Linked DNA regions of Mus musculus: region 2 is linked to region 1. Evidence: chromatin contacts called from public Hi-C data. All regions are on one chromosome and are shown on one strand. Each heading gives the region's core, a stretch centred on a gene start, on an enhancer-like site or on the middle of the called end of the contact. The rest is flanking DNA. Distances are from core to core; before and after follow the strand shown.

The links. Hi-C and Micro-C count contacts between places; a contact is called where the count stands out from the background.
Region 2: a contact with region 1 is called in a Hi-C map of uterus, with 8 times the contacts expected there. The contact joins two enhancer-like sites. A contact is called at or near these places in 37 of 484 Hi-C or Micro-C datasets (the 3T3-L1 cell line, the AML12 cell line, B cells and 26 more) and 2 of 115 datasets of contacts at active chromatin or transcription factors (PVALB interneurons and neural progenitor cells).

What each region holds. Positions count from the first base shown.
Region 1 is chr17:81,194,737-81,201,047 of GRCm38.p6, forward strand. No RefSeq gene overlaps it. Among named protein-coding and RNA genes, the nearest start is that of Gm33944, 87 kb to the right of the region's middle. Within about 2 kb of position 2,800, at least 1 of the 459 cell types and tissues checked has an H3K27ac peak or open chromatin away from gene starts, as enhancers often do. A contact at or near this core is called in uterus, where this site is marked.
Region 2 is chr17:82,873,745-82,880,055 of GRCm38.p6, forward strand. The region is part of intron 4 of Gm34265 (a long non-coding RNA gene); the gene reads right to left. The region is part of intron 1 of Gm41629 (a long non-coding RNA gene); the gene reads left to right. Among named protein-coding and RNA genes, the nearest start is that of Gm41629, 5.1 kb to the left of the region's middle. Within about 2 kb of position 3,742, at least 3 of the 459 cell types and tissues checked have an H3K27ac peak or open chromatin away from gene starts, as enhancers often do. A contact at or near this core is called in uterus, where this site is marked.

The DNA.
Region 1 (6,311 bases), core at 1,550-4,049:
AGAATAGTATCTCCGAGGTCATCCACGAACATCACTTATTTTCCCATTTATTTACAGCTCTCAGTGCTTTGCTCGTCCTGGAGCAATTTTGGTTCCCAAGTTCTATCATGGTTTGTTAGGTTTGCATCTTTGAATTTCTTCGTTGGTTCTGTTAGATAGTAGTCACTGGTGTTGTGTTTGTTAGTATAATGGATATAATTTATTTTTATGTTGAGATTCTATGACTTTGAAAGACACTTATTAGCTCTTAAAGGGTTTTAATTTTTTATAGCCATGTTGGCTCCCTTCTTTCCTTCCTTCCTTCCTTCCTTCCTTCCTTCCTTCCTTCCTTCCTTCCTTCCTTCCTTCTTTTCTCTCTCTCCCTTTCTCTCTCTCCCTTTCTCTCTCTCCCTCTCTCTCTCCCCTCCCTCCCTCCCTCCCTCCCTCCCTCCCTCCCTCCCTCCCTCCCTCCCTCCCTCTCTCTCTCTCTCTCTCTCTCTCTCTCTCTCTCTTTCTTTCTTTCTTTCTTTCTTTCTTTCTTTCTTTCTTTCTTCTTACAAAGACAATCACTTATTTATAACCAGGAATAATACACTGCTTCCTTTCCACTTTATATCCCTTTAACTTATATTTCTGGCTTTATTTCATGACATAATATAAAATAAAATGAGTCACTGTGGTAAGAGCAGAAGTCCCTTGTATTATTCCTGCATATAGATATTATCCTACCCATGGACATAATTTTCCTTACTCATGGCATATAAAAATTTTAAACATATTGTTATCTGCTGTTATACTTTGAAGAATTTTTGATATCTATATATGTGATGAACATGGGTTTAGGCTTTCTCTCCCTCTTCCCTTCCTCAGTTTTGTGTAGTTTTGCTATCAGGAAAATACTGCCCTTTGCTATCAGGAAAATACTGAAGTGGAAATTAATAATAATAATAACAACAATTATTATTATTATTATTATTATTTTGGACATGTGATATAGTGTAGTCAAGTTTGGTCCCAAACTTGTGATCTTCCTGTCTCAGCCTCCTGGGGTTGCACATCTTTATCATCATGCTTGGTAATTTATATTTTTACTTTTTGGCACTGGGGGTTAAACCTGGGGCCTCTTGCATGCTGGGTAAGCACTCCATGCCTGAGCAACTCTCTCAGTCCTCTTTTTTTTTTTAAATGAGGTGTTGCACTGAGTTAGTATTGATTCCTTGATGGAATTCTACATTGCAAGCATCCCATTCTCAAAATTTGGGAGAAGGAATTCAAAATATGAATCAGGTATTTTAAATAATTACAGTTTTTTTTTAAGTTTTATATTTTATCCTCAGTGAGTTGTGGCAACTTGTGTTTTGAGGAACTGATCCATTTCATGTCAGCAAAGAATATGCACACAGAAATAGTCATAGTATCCTCTCAGGTCTGTCTCGTGTCTGCAGACTCTGTGGTGTTGTCTGTATCATTCCTGACGTTGGAGACTTGCATCCCCTCTTTTTCTTTATTAGACTTCCTCAAAGTTTGATGATTATACTGGTCTTTAAAAAGAACAACATTTCAATTAATTTTTTACTGCTATTTTTCTTTTTCAATGTCACTTATTTATAATCTTATCTTTTCTATTTTCTTCCCTGTTCTCAAATCAGATTGGTTTTGCTGGTTTTCTTCTTTTTTTTATTTTAATTCTATTTTGAGATATGTGCTTGCATTACTGACAGGAGACATTTTTCTTTATGCTAATTCATGCGTTTAGTGCTATGTTCTTCATGGGGATTTAGTTTTCTCCCCAAAATTTGGACATGTTTTCTCTGTTACTTCGTATTTATCCCTTGGGTAATTTATAAGCACACTTAGAAGTTAGTCGTTAGAATTTTGTTATTTTCTATAACCTTGTTATTGCTTGCTAATTTGATTTCATTGTGATTCGTGATTGTTTAATGGCCGCCCTTGATATATGCCATGTGGTTGCCTGGAAAGAACATATATTCTGCTGGTGTTCAGATGCGTGGTCTGTACCTGTGGATTAGAAGCTGTTTGTAGAGCTGATGAGTTCTGTGTGCTGGCTGGTTTTCTGAGCAGTTCTGTCACCACTGACAGAACTATCTATCTATAGAATCTATGGGATGAGGTTCCATGCTTTGAGATACATTTTCTTTTTTTCATATATGTAAGCCCCTCACCAGAGCCAAAGTTATACCCAGCAGGCCTTTGAACTTCTGAGCCAAATAAACCTCTTTTCTTTATAGAGTTAGTCTTCCTCCAATGTTTTGTCAGAGTAACAGACAGAGGCCAAAGTTCTGGGACATCTTTATTGTTCTGGTTTCCTGTTCACTAAATCTTTTCTCTTTCTTCTTTAGCTTCATTTGGAGATGAGCTACTGCCTCTAACATGGAGAATTAGGGTTTTTTTTTTCTATTTTTAAGTTTTATTTCTTGTTTTCTGCCTGTTACTTCTTTGTTTTTGTAGGATTGTAACTTATTGGGACATTTTTATGATTTTTTTAAAAATAAAATCTTTGTTATTCAGTTCTCACAACCCAGCCATCTATTTATCTTTTCCCATTAATGTTTATGTTCTTATGTGAGGTTAATTTTTATCAAGACTTGGATTGATTGTGGTTGTTATTTCATGATTGTTTGAATCTTCTGTCATAGGACATTCCTTTTGGCAGGTCTGTGGCACAGACAGTATAGGGCACAGTCTCAGTAATACTTGGAGGGCACAAAAATCTATCCTGTTTCCCCTCCCTTGTCTCAAGAGAGATGGAGGTCCCTGGTTACTTGCTAAGGCTTGGTTTTATTTATAGGACCTGGAATAGGGGTGCTCTGCTGACACTGAGGTGGGGCTGTCCGTGTTATTGCTAGGAGGTGATGCAATCATTGAGTCTTTATTAGATCTCTGATTACTTCCTCTAGTGGGGAGGGAACAGGTTGCTTTACTACTGATGTTCGGGAATGAAAGTCTGCATGCACGCCACAGCTGATGTTCCTCTCACACCATTGGAAGAACAGTGGTTTGTTACTCCTCTGTACGGCTCTGCTGACCCCTTTAGACCAGCCTTGGGTCGGTCTGCTGGCTGTTTCTGTTTCATTGGGAATGTTGGTCTAAACTTCACGTTTAGCCTTTGCTGACTTGGGTGATGGGAAGACTGTAAAGCTTTCTCCGCCCTTTTTAGCTGGAGTGGGGTGGGTAACACCAACAGGTTTTGCATATTGTTCGTATTCTTCCCTGGCCATCTGGGAAGAGGAACAAGCTTTCGTTGAAGCTGCTTTTGCGAACATCTTAGCATTTCTATCTAAGTGGTCAACTTCTTTAGCTCTAAGTCTGGGATACAGGAGGTTAAAAGGAAACAAAAGGATTTCCTATGCTTTATTCTTTGTGTTCTAAGCTCCCAGGTCAGCTGTCTTATCTCCATCTTTCAGAATATCTCCTTCTTTCTATGGATTTTTAAATTTTAACTAGAAAATGATCAGAGAGTTTATTAATAGTTATATTTATTCAGAGGATTAGGGAGAAGTGTATCCATGCTGCTTTCCAAGAGAGGAAAAGCAGCCTTTACTTAGCCATAACACACTTTCATCTCACACGTGCTGATTGGACACCCATGTGTCTAGCACTGCTCTGGACTCTGTGGATGATGACAAAAATTAAAAGATACAAATGTCAGCATTAAAAATGGATACCATGGGCTGGAGAGATATCTCAGCGGTTAAGAGCACTGACTGCTCTTCCAGAGGTCCTGAGTTCAATTCCCAGCAGCCATGTGGTGGCTTACAACCATCTGTAATGACACCCAATCTTCTCTTCTGGTGTGTCTAAAGACAATGTACTCATATAAATAAAAATAAATAAATGAATTAAAAAATGGATGCCATATTCTTTTGTGTGTTGTTTGTTTGCATTCAAGCAAGTGTGCTTGCATGTAAATGCATGCATGAGGAGGGCAGAAGTCAACTTCTTATGTCATTCCTTAACACACTTTCCACTTTGCTTTTGTGACAAATAGTCTAGGTTAGCTGGCCAACAAGCTCCCAAGATCCATGTGTCTGTCTCTCCTTTCTCAGTACTGGGATTACAAACCTGTGCCGGCACATCCAACTTCTTTAAAAATAATAATATTACATTTTATTACTTTAGTGTGTGTGTGTGTTGGAGAGGTGAGAGGACAAATATGGGGGTTGGTTCTTTCCTTCTACCATGTGGGTCTAGGGGATTTAGGTCATCAAGACTGGGTGGAGGGTCTTAACCTACTAAGTTATCTTGCTAGTTAGTATCCAGCTTTTTTATGTGGGTTCTGGGATCAAAGTCAGGTCTTTGTGTTGTAACGAAAGTGGCTTACTGACTGAGTCATCTCCCCAGCACCCTATGTTATTTTAATAATAAAAGAGGTGAAGCTATATAGAGATCTGGGGCAATCAGTGGGGGGGCGGTATTTTACTTGTCCTCTGGTTGTCCTCTACCTTGGAAAGTGTCAAGCAACCAAATGTCTTGGGATGATGTCCCATCATCTGAGCCATGTCTTAGATGCTTGACATTCATGCTGACTTCAGATGAGGGAAGACTGGGTTTAGATCGGTCAGTAAAAGATTTATTTATTTATTTATTTATTTATTGAAGATACTGAACTTAGAGGAAAAAATTGAAAGATGCATTTGGGTGAGAAACAGTCTGCCTGTGTGACGCCTGGAGGTAAGCCAACTGGGAAGTCAAACCTCTCTGAAAGGGATGACTGGGTCAGGGCTAGGCTAGCCCTGTTCCTATCCTGGGCTCACGGACCATGTCTCTGGCCCTGCCTCATCTGCTACTTGTCTCCTCACTTCCTAGCTCTTCCACAGAGTGACTTTCTGTATTGCTTCTGACTTTTTACTGACGTGTTGACTGATATATTCTAAAATATATGTCAGACTACATATGACTGATACGTTGACATATCAGTCTATGACTGATAGACATGTTCTTTCTGAGTAGTCTGCACAAATTACCTTCAGCCTCCTCTAATCAGAGATAAGCGCCAGAATCTTTATGGTATTAGAGTGGTTGCTATTTTATATCATGCACACAGCTCACACACACCTTTACTCCCCTGTTTTGTTGTTATTATATAATCTTATTTCAAGGTCCTGAAGGGCACAAATTGTCTTCTAGCCACCAAAGCCCTGGAAAGGCCATAAGGGATCACTGAGAAAAGGGGTCCTTTAGCTCATTATTGGTATCATCTGGGGGTGTCTTCCAAGGCCCCGTGTGAGACCTAACATATGTGTATGTGTTTGGGACGTAGGCTGGGCTGGACATCTGAGAGAAGGAGCTATGTTTTTGTTTTGTTTTTATACTGTGACAACTCTCAAAAAACTCTTTGGCACTATCTAATGCATTTGCATGGTGTTGGCTGCATGCATTTTGGTTCTTCATTTGTCAAACAGATCTCAAGTTTTTATCACACCAATTTAATTTTAACGTAAATGCTGCAAATGAGGGCAACTGTGTATCCTGGGAATGGACAGCAAGCCCTGCTCAGCACCAGGACAGTCTGCTGAAAAGCTTACCAGCTTGGAGCTTTATACAGTTACTTTCCTGGTTCTTTAATAACAGGAGATATGCCAAGTTTACTTTGTTCTTTTTGGACAGCAGTGTAAGGACTCCAAAATGCCTGAATTGGGCTATAATGCAGATCTGATATGTGCTTTGCTAAAGAGAAGAAATCACATACATAATCATATTGAAAAAGATAACACCCAATTGAAGATGTCTAGCATAAAGATAATATGCTTGAACTGACGAGATGGTTCAGTGGTTAAGAGCACTGGCTGCTCTTTTTAGGACTGGGGCTCAGTTCCTAGTATTCACATGACTACTCACAATTGCCTGTAATTCAGGCCCATGGAATCTAACACCCTCTTCCTGCCCCCATGGGCATCAGGCGTCGTGCACAGACTCACAACGGAGACAAAACACCCCATACACGTAAAGTAAGTAAATAAACAAATGAAATAAAAACAATACTTCTTTTTTGGTCTTTTGAAAACTAAAGCATAATTTTAGGGTTTGATATCAATTGTTATTCAGAAAGTAAAAGTTAGACTTTCGTAGGCTGGGATTTTTATTCCTTGATTTCTTTATTTCTTTGTGAATCTCATAAGGAAGATTAATCACAAAAGTGTGACCACACGGAGGCAAATGTGCTTTTCCATATCACGGTAAAAGCCAGCACACTAAAGTAGCCAGCATTCAGCAGGATGGATGGCAAAGGCTGGTGCTCGCCCATGGCCTCATCATCTGCCTGAAACTGACATATGAAGCTGGAAACGCCGGGAGGGAGCAGGAAATGCATT
Region 2 (6,311 bases), core at 2,492-4,991, 1.7 Mb after region 1:
GGACAAAACCCAGGACATGGCCCCCAAAATAACTACCGGGGACAATGAGAAGCAGAGTGTCCCTGCGCACCAGGGAAGAGGGACCTGATTCATTAACACCCAGTGAGGCACTGGCACAGAGAGAAAGCTCAACTGCACAGTGAAACATGCTCAGGTTTCCATCTATAACACGACAGTTGACATTTTATCCTGAAATTAATTTATATGCATACAGGGTCGTGTGTTTTAGATTTTGTTTAGTTTTCACTTTATGAAGAAAAAGCATGGCAAGCTGTCACAAGAGGACACTCACAAGGACATTCTGCAGGACATGTGAACTCCTGTATCTACAGCCTCAACTCATTCCAAGAAGCAGTCTTGTTAAAAGTGGTGAAAAGGAAGTTTGGGACAGCCCCACGGCCAAGCTAAGTCCAGTCAGAGATCGACAATCCCCACCCTGTTGGCAGGTGCTTTTGTGCACTTTGTATTTAAATGCTGATTTCTGTACCTAGAGATCTGGTTGTAGGCTGGACTTGAAATTATCATGACTATAAAGCATTTCCTAACTCCGTATTTTATAAAACATTGCTCTCCATCATCTTCTGATTGCTTAATAAAGACCTTTTCCCCCATAGCTGGATAGAAGAGTATAAGGCAGGACTTTCATGCCCTGAGAGAGGCAGAAGGTCTCAGATGGGACGGAGGACTCATCATAAGAACAAGAAGGAAGGATGCCAGGGTGAGACCAACATAACAGGTAACTGGACACGTGGCTAGAAAGTAGACTGGGAAGCAGGCCAAGCCAGCATAGTCAGGTTAGAATACATCAGAGTCTGCTCAGCTTAGTCCCTGAGGCTTTTGATAAATATACCAGGTCCCTGTGTCAATATTTCAGAGCAAGGGCAGGCATGTAAAAGCCCCATACTTTTACACCACTCCACTGAACTATGATTAGATTTAGTGACAAGCATCATACGTATCAAGTTCAAAGCCAACTGGGACATTGGGGTAGAGGATAAAGATGTATGATGGCCCTATTCTCAAGTTTATGGTGTCTCTACACTACTGGTTCTCAGCCTTCCTAATGCTGTGACCTTTTAGTACAATACTTCATATTATGGTGAGCCCCTCCCCCCAGCCATAAAGTATTCTCCTTTGCTTCTTTAAGAATGTAATTGTACTACTTTTATGAATCATAATGTCAATGTCTGCATTTTCTGATGGTCTTAGGTGACTCCTTTTTTTCTTTTTTTATTAGATATTTTCTTCATTTACATTTCAAATGCTATCCCAAAAGTCCCCTATACCCTCCCCCCGCTCTGCTCCCCTACCCACTCACTCCCACTTCTTGGCCCTGGCTTTCCCTTGTACTGGGGCATATAAAGTTTACTAGACCAAGGAGCCTCTCTTCCCAATGATGGCCAACTAGGCCTTCTTCTGCTACATATGCAGCTAGAGACACAAGTTCAGGGAATACTGATTAGTTCATATTGTTGTTCCACCTATAGGGTTGCAGACCCCTTCAACTCTTGGGTACTTTCTCTAGCTCCTACATTGGGGGTCCTGTGTTCCATCCTATAGATGACTATGAGCATCCACTTCTGTATTTGCCAGGCACTGGCAAAGCTTCACAGGAGACAGCTATATCAGGGCCCTTTCAGCAAAATCTTGCTGGCATATGCAATAGTGTCTGCGTTTAGTGGCTGATTATGGGATGGACCCCTGTGGGGCAGTCTCTGGATAGTCCATCTTTTTGTCTTAGCTCCAAACTTTGTGTCTGCAACTCCTTCCATGGATATTTTATTCCCTATTCTAGGGAGGAATGAAGTATCCATGAGTTGGTCTTCCTTCTTGATTTTCTTGTGTTTTAGAAGTTATATCTTGGGTATTCTAGCTTTCTGGGCTAATATCCATTTATCAGTGAGTGCATATCAAGTGACTTTTTTGTGATTGGGTTATCTCACTCAGGATGATATCCTCCAGATACATCCATTTGCCCAAGAATTTCATAAATTCATTGTTTTTAATAGCTGAGTAGTACTCCACTGTGTAAATGTACCACATTTTCTGTATCCATTCCTCTGTTGAGGGACATCTGGGTTCTTTCCAGCTTCTGGCTATTATAAATAGGGCTGCTATGAACATAGTGGATCATGTGTCCTTATTAACAGTTGGAACATCTTCTGGGTATATGCCCAGGAGAGGTATCGCTGGATCTACTGGTAGTACTATATCCAGTTTTCTGAGGAACCACCAAACTGATTTCCAGAGTAGTTGTACAAGCTTGCAATCCCACCAGCAATGGAGGATTGACTCCTTTGAAAGATAGTTGAACCCACCCCAGTGAGAGATGCAACCCACAGCTTGAGGCCTATTGCTCTACGGTCACTAAACAGAAAGGACATTAGCAGGCAGAGGCAGGGCAACATGGTTCTACCAACGGACTGTGGAAAGTGTACATTAGAGACCTTGAGATTTACCCTTGAGTCAACTTTCAGGTTGTTTCACTGCCTGTGCTCACACCACTAATGGGGCTTTGCAGAGAAAGGGATTAAGTAGCTAATGACAGCATTTATAATAAAATGTGCTGTACCACACGGGTTTGTTCTCTTTTCTGGTGATGAGAGCTCTTCTAGAAGAGGTCAACCATGAAAGTCATCAAATGGAACACCTGAAGGACTGCACCATAGAGTGTACAGCCTAAGTCACCCTCACAGTACCACCCAATGCTGACTTCAAGGATTTAAGTCTCCCTGCTGCTAAAGGATGGGAGGGTTCATTGCCTGGCTATATATCCTTCTCTTTGCTATGAGAGTCTCTGCCTTAACAATCATGTGGGAAAGGCAAATATCAAACAGGCAAAAATCTTGTTTTTATGCTACAAACTGAATGAGTGATCTTCTTTAGACTTGTCATTTTCATAAAATACAAGTAGAATTTAAGACATTTTTAATTCAAAATATCATTTGGTTTGCTACTTAATGGAATGTCAAAGATTATATAAAGCAGTGGACAGTTCAGGGTTAGGAAGATAGCTCAGAACTTAAGAGCACTGGCTATTCTGCCAGAGGACCTAGATTCTATTCCCAGCACCCATGTGGCAGCTAATAACTGTCTATAATAACTCTAGTTACAAGAAATTGGATGCCCTCTCCTGGATTCCACAGGTTCTAAGTATATGCATGGTGCATGAATATATTTGAGTCAAAGCACCAATACTCACAAAATAAACTTCTCAAAGAAGTAGAAATTCTAAAAGGATAACATAAGTGGGCATGTTTTCAAAAAGTATGCTTGCATGTCCACAATCACTGATTTATTTAAAACAGGCATAGAATTATACCCAGGTTAAATCATTAGGCTTTTCATGGTTAAACTAGGTTGAAGCTAGAAATGATAGAAAATCTTGATCCAAAAGAGAAATTCCAGCAACCCCAGAAAGCGGGCAACCAGGTCTTGTTAGCTTGATTGGAGGGAATAATCCGGGGGGGGGGGAGCACAACCGTGTGCGTACATTAGATTCCCTGTTTCTCGATGACTAAACTCGGCATGCTTCGTTGAAAATGCTTGTTTCTTATCTAGAAAAACATCTGCTTTTTGCTGCTAAAAGCGGGATCCTGAGGGAAGTGGTGATCTTTCCCAAGGCAACTTGATTAATAGCAGGCTTCCAAATCTTACTTAAGAGACATTCTGATGCAGCCAACAGCACTGAGTAATTGTTTCCACAAATAATCTTGATATATATTTCCCTTCTTTGGGGAAGTTTAGACAGTGGGACACACAGATCTCTTCCCAAGAACATCTGTACCTAACGCTCTTCCACGAGCAATGCTTGCTGACCAACACACCCCTAAGCACTGGACAGAAAGCCTTCTGGCTGATGAGGAGCTGGTGAAGAAACCCCATCTGAACAAAGCATTGTACTGAACAAATGGGCACAGTGGGTCAAACTAGACTAAGAAGCTTGCTCCCCGGAGCTCCCTTCCTTTCAAGAAAGTAAAAGCACAAGAATGAAGATGTAGCCTCAAGTAGGCAGAGGCAGGCAAATGAGAGCTGACTATGGCATGAAAAGAATCTTCCTGCAGGATAAAGAGAAAATGCTTCAGGAGCAAAGCACTATTAGTGGGCTGTTGTTCTTTTGTTTGTTTTTTGTTTTTGTTTTCTGAATCCTAGAATATGCATCAAAACATTCACTTTGTGAAAATACCTGTGGGGTCACAGTGTCATCAGACATTGCTAACTTCTATATTTAGAAGTTCCTCTGCCTTTGAGCCCAGCTATTCAGATTTCTGTCTAGCAAGCTTTCTTCATGCCTAAGAGATCTGTGTGGGAGACGGTTCTGGTTTTACGGGCAACTACGGGATGATAGGCCCATTGTTTTCCTATAAGAATATTCTGCCTTCTCCCTAATAAATCTTGAATCAGATAACTCATTGCACTTCAGCTCACTTTAACTTTTTTAGAAGGTCTTATGAACTAGAACAGCCTGCTGGTGAGTTAGAAACTTAAAATAAGCTCTCAGATGAGATCAGAAAGCAGAAATGGGAAGGAGAGGGAAATAACAACTGTCTTAGTCAGGAATCAGGAACCCTGCTTTCAAAACTAACTTGAAGACTTGGTCCCTGACTCCCAAACATGAAACCTTGAGTAATTCTTGATATCGCTATCATTGTAAGAGCTCAAATTTACAGTGTTTACATGAACTTAGCCCTTTACACGGCTTAGCTACTGTAATCTTCAGAGTGACTCTGCAAGGGAAATTCTATTATATCACTTTCTAGCTATAGGAACCAGTTCTGAAAACTCAATCAGCCCCAGTTTCTACAACTAGTGGATGCCAGACCCCTAGGTTTTCACCAACTACAAAGGCACTGAATTGAAGCCACCCACCTTCTCTGCAACAATGATTATCATGCTTTCTGGAGTCACCAAAAGGTGGTTTTTTAGCTTTCTCTCACAATGACTTAATGTCAGAAAGAAAAAAACAACTAATTTACCACTTCTATGTCTAAGTAGCTTAACGAGTCATGGGCTTTTGTTGGGCTTGGGGGTGTGGTGGAGATAGTTATCGGCATCTTGGCTGATATGTGGTAGGCTCACTGCAATGGCTGTCTGTGCTCCATGTAGTTCCCCATCTGGACAGGCTAGGCTAAGCTGGCCCCAGTACAGAAAATCAGGGGTCCTGAGAAAGAAAGCATGACTTCCTCCTTTGTCCTTGGGTCAGAGTCTGGCACATTAGTTACACTACATTCTATTACTTAAAACAAGTCACAAGGCCAGCCCAGACTGAAAGTGGCCTATTGGCTATCAAATCACATTGACGCGGCGCCTATCCTGGGAAGAGTGAAGAACTGGGGCATTCTGTCTTCACCCTGCCATAGAATGTATGTAAATATGCTTTATAAACCGCAAAGTGCCATACGACTGGGTCCTTAACTACAAAACACTGTCACTGAAAAATGTCAGCGCCTCTACAGATCCAAGGACAGCTTGATTTCATAGCTGTCATGTCTCTGAACTGAGTTTATAGACAATATCAGATATCGACCTTTTCCTACACACTCTGGATTCAGATGGCACCTCCCCTTTGCCTCCCCAGGCCCTTACCCCAAGAATCAAGCCAAACTTACATTCTGCTAAATTAGGAATGCTTCCCCCACCCCACACCCCCTAAAAAAAATCAAGAAGAAAAATGTCTGAGCTTGGTGTCACTCATGGCTGCCCTTTCTGAAAGTACATATTCCATCATTTTTATTGGGGTAGCATGCTTTCTTTCGAAAATCAAATCCCAGGTTTATAGTTTACAACACTTCATAATTCCTATCTACAGGTCCCTGGGAGACACAGTCTGGAAGGGCATCAACCTGTCCGGAGCATTTACACAAGGCCATGAAATTTAGCATGATTTGGACCAAAATTAAAAAAAAAAAAAAAAAAAGCCAATGTAACCAGAAACATTAAAGAGTTTACAACTTCTCTGTGTCGGGACAGTTTGTGTTTGTTAAGCCTCCCATGAACAACCTCCAGATGAGCCTGGAAGGCTGTCAGCCCTTATCATAACATCACGCCATCTCTGGAGGCCATTTAGTCCCACTGCGGCTGGCTGCAGGCTGGTATCAGCCAGGGAGATTTGAAAATCCCCATGTTCCAATGTTCAAGTTACACCCCATGACAATTAAGTCAAATCAGAGGCTCGAGATATAGTGTATTGGTTGTACGATTTGGATAAAGTTATTTTACTTAACCTCTCTGGGCTTTGATTTCCTCCTAAGATGTAGGAGAGATATCAGAAAGAGTGAGGTAATTATATAAAATGCCCCTTTGTAGACAAA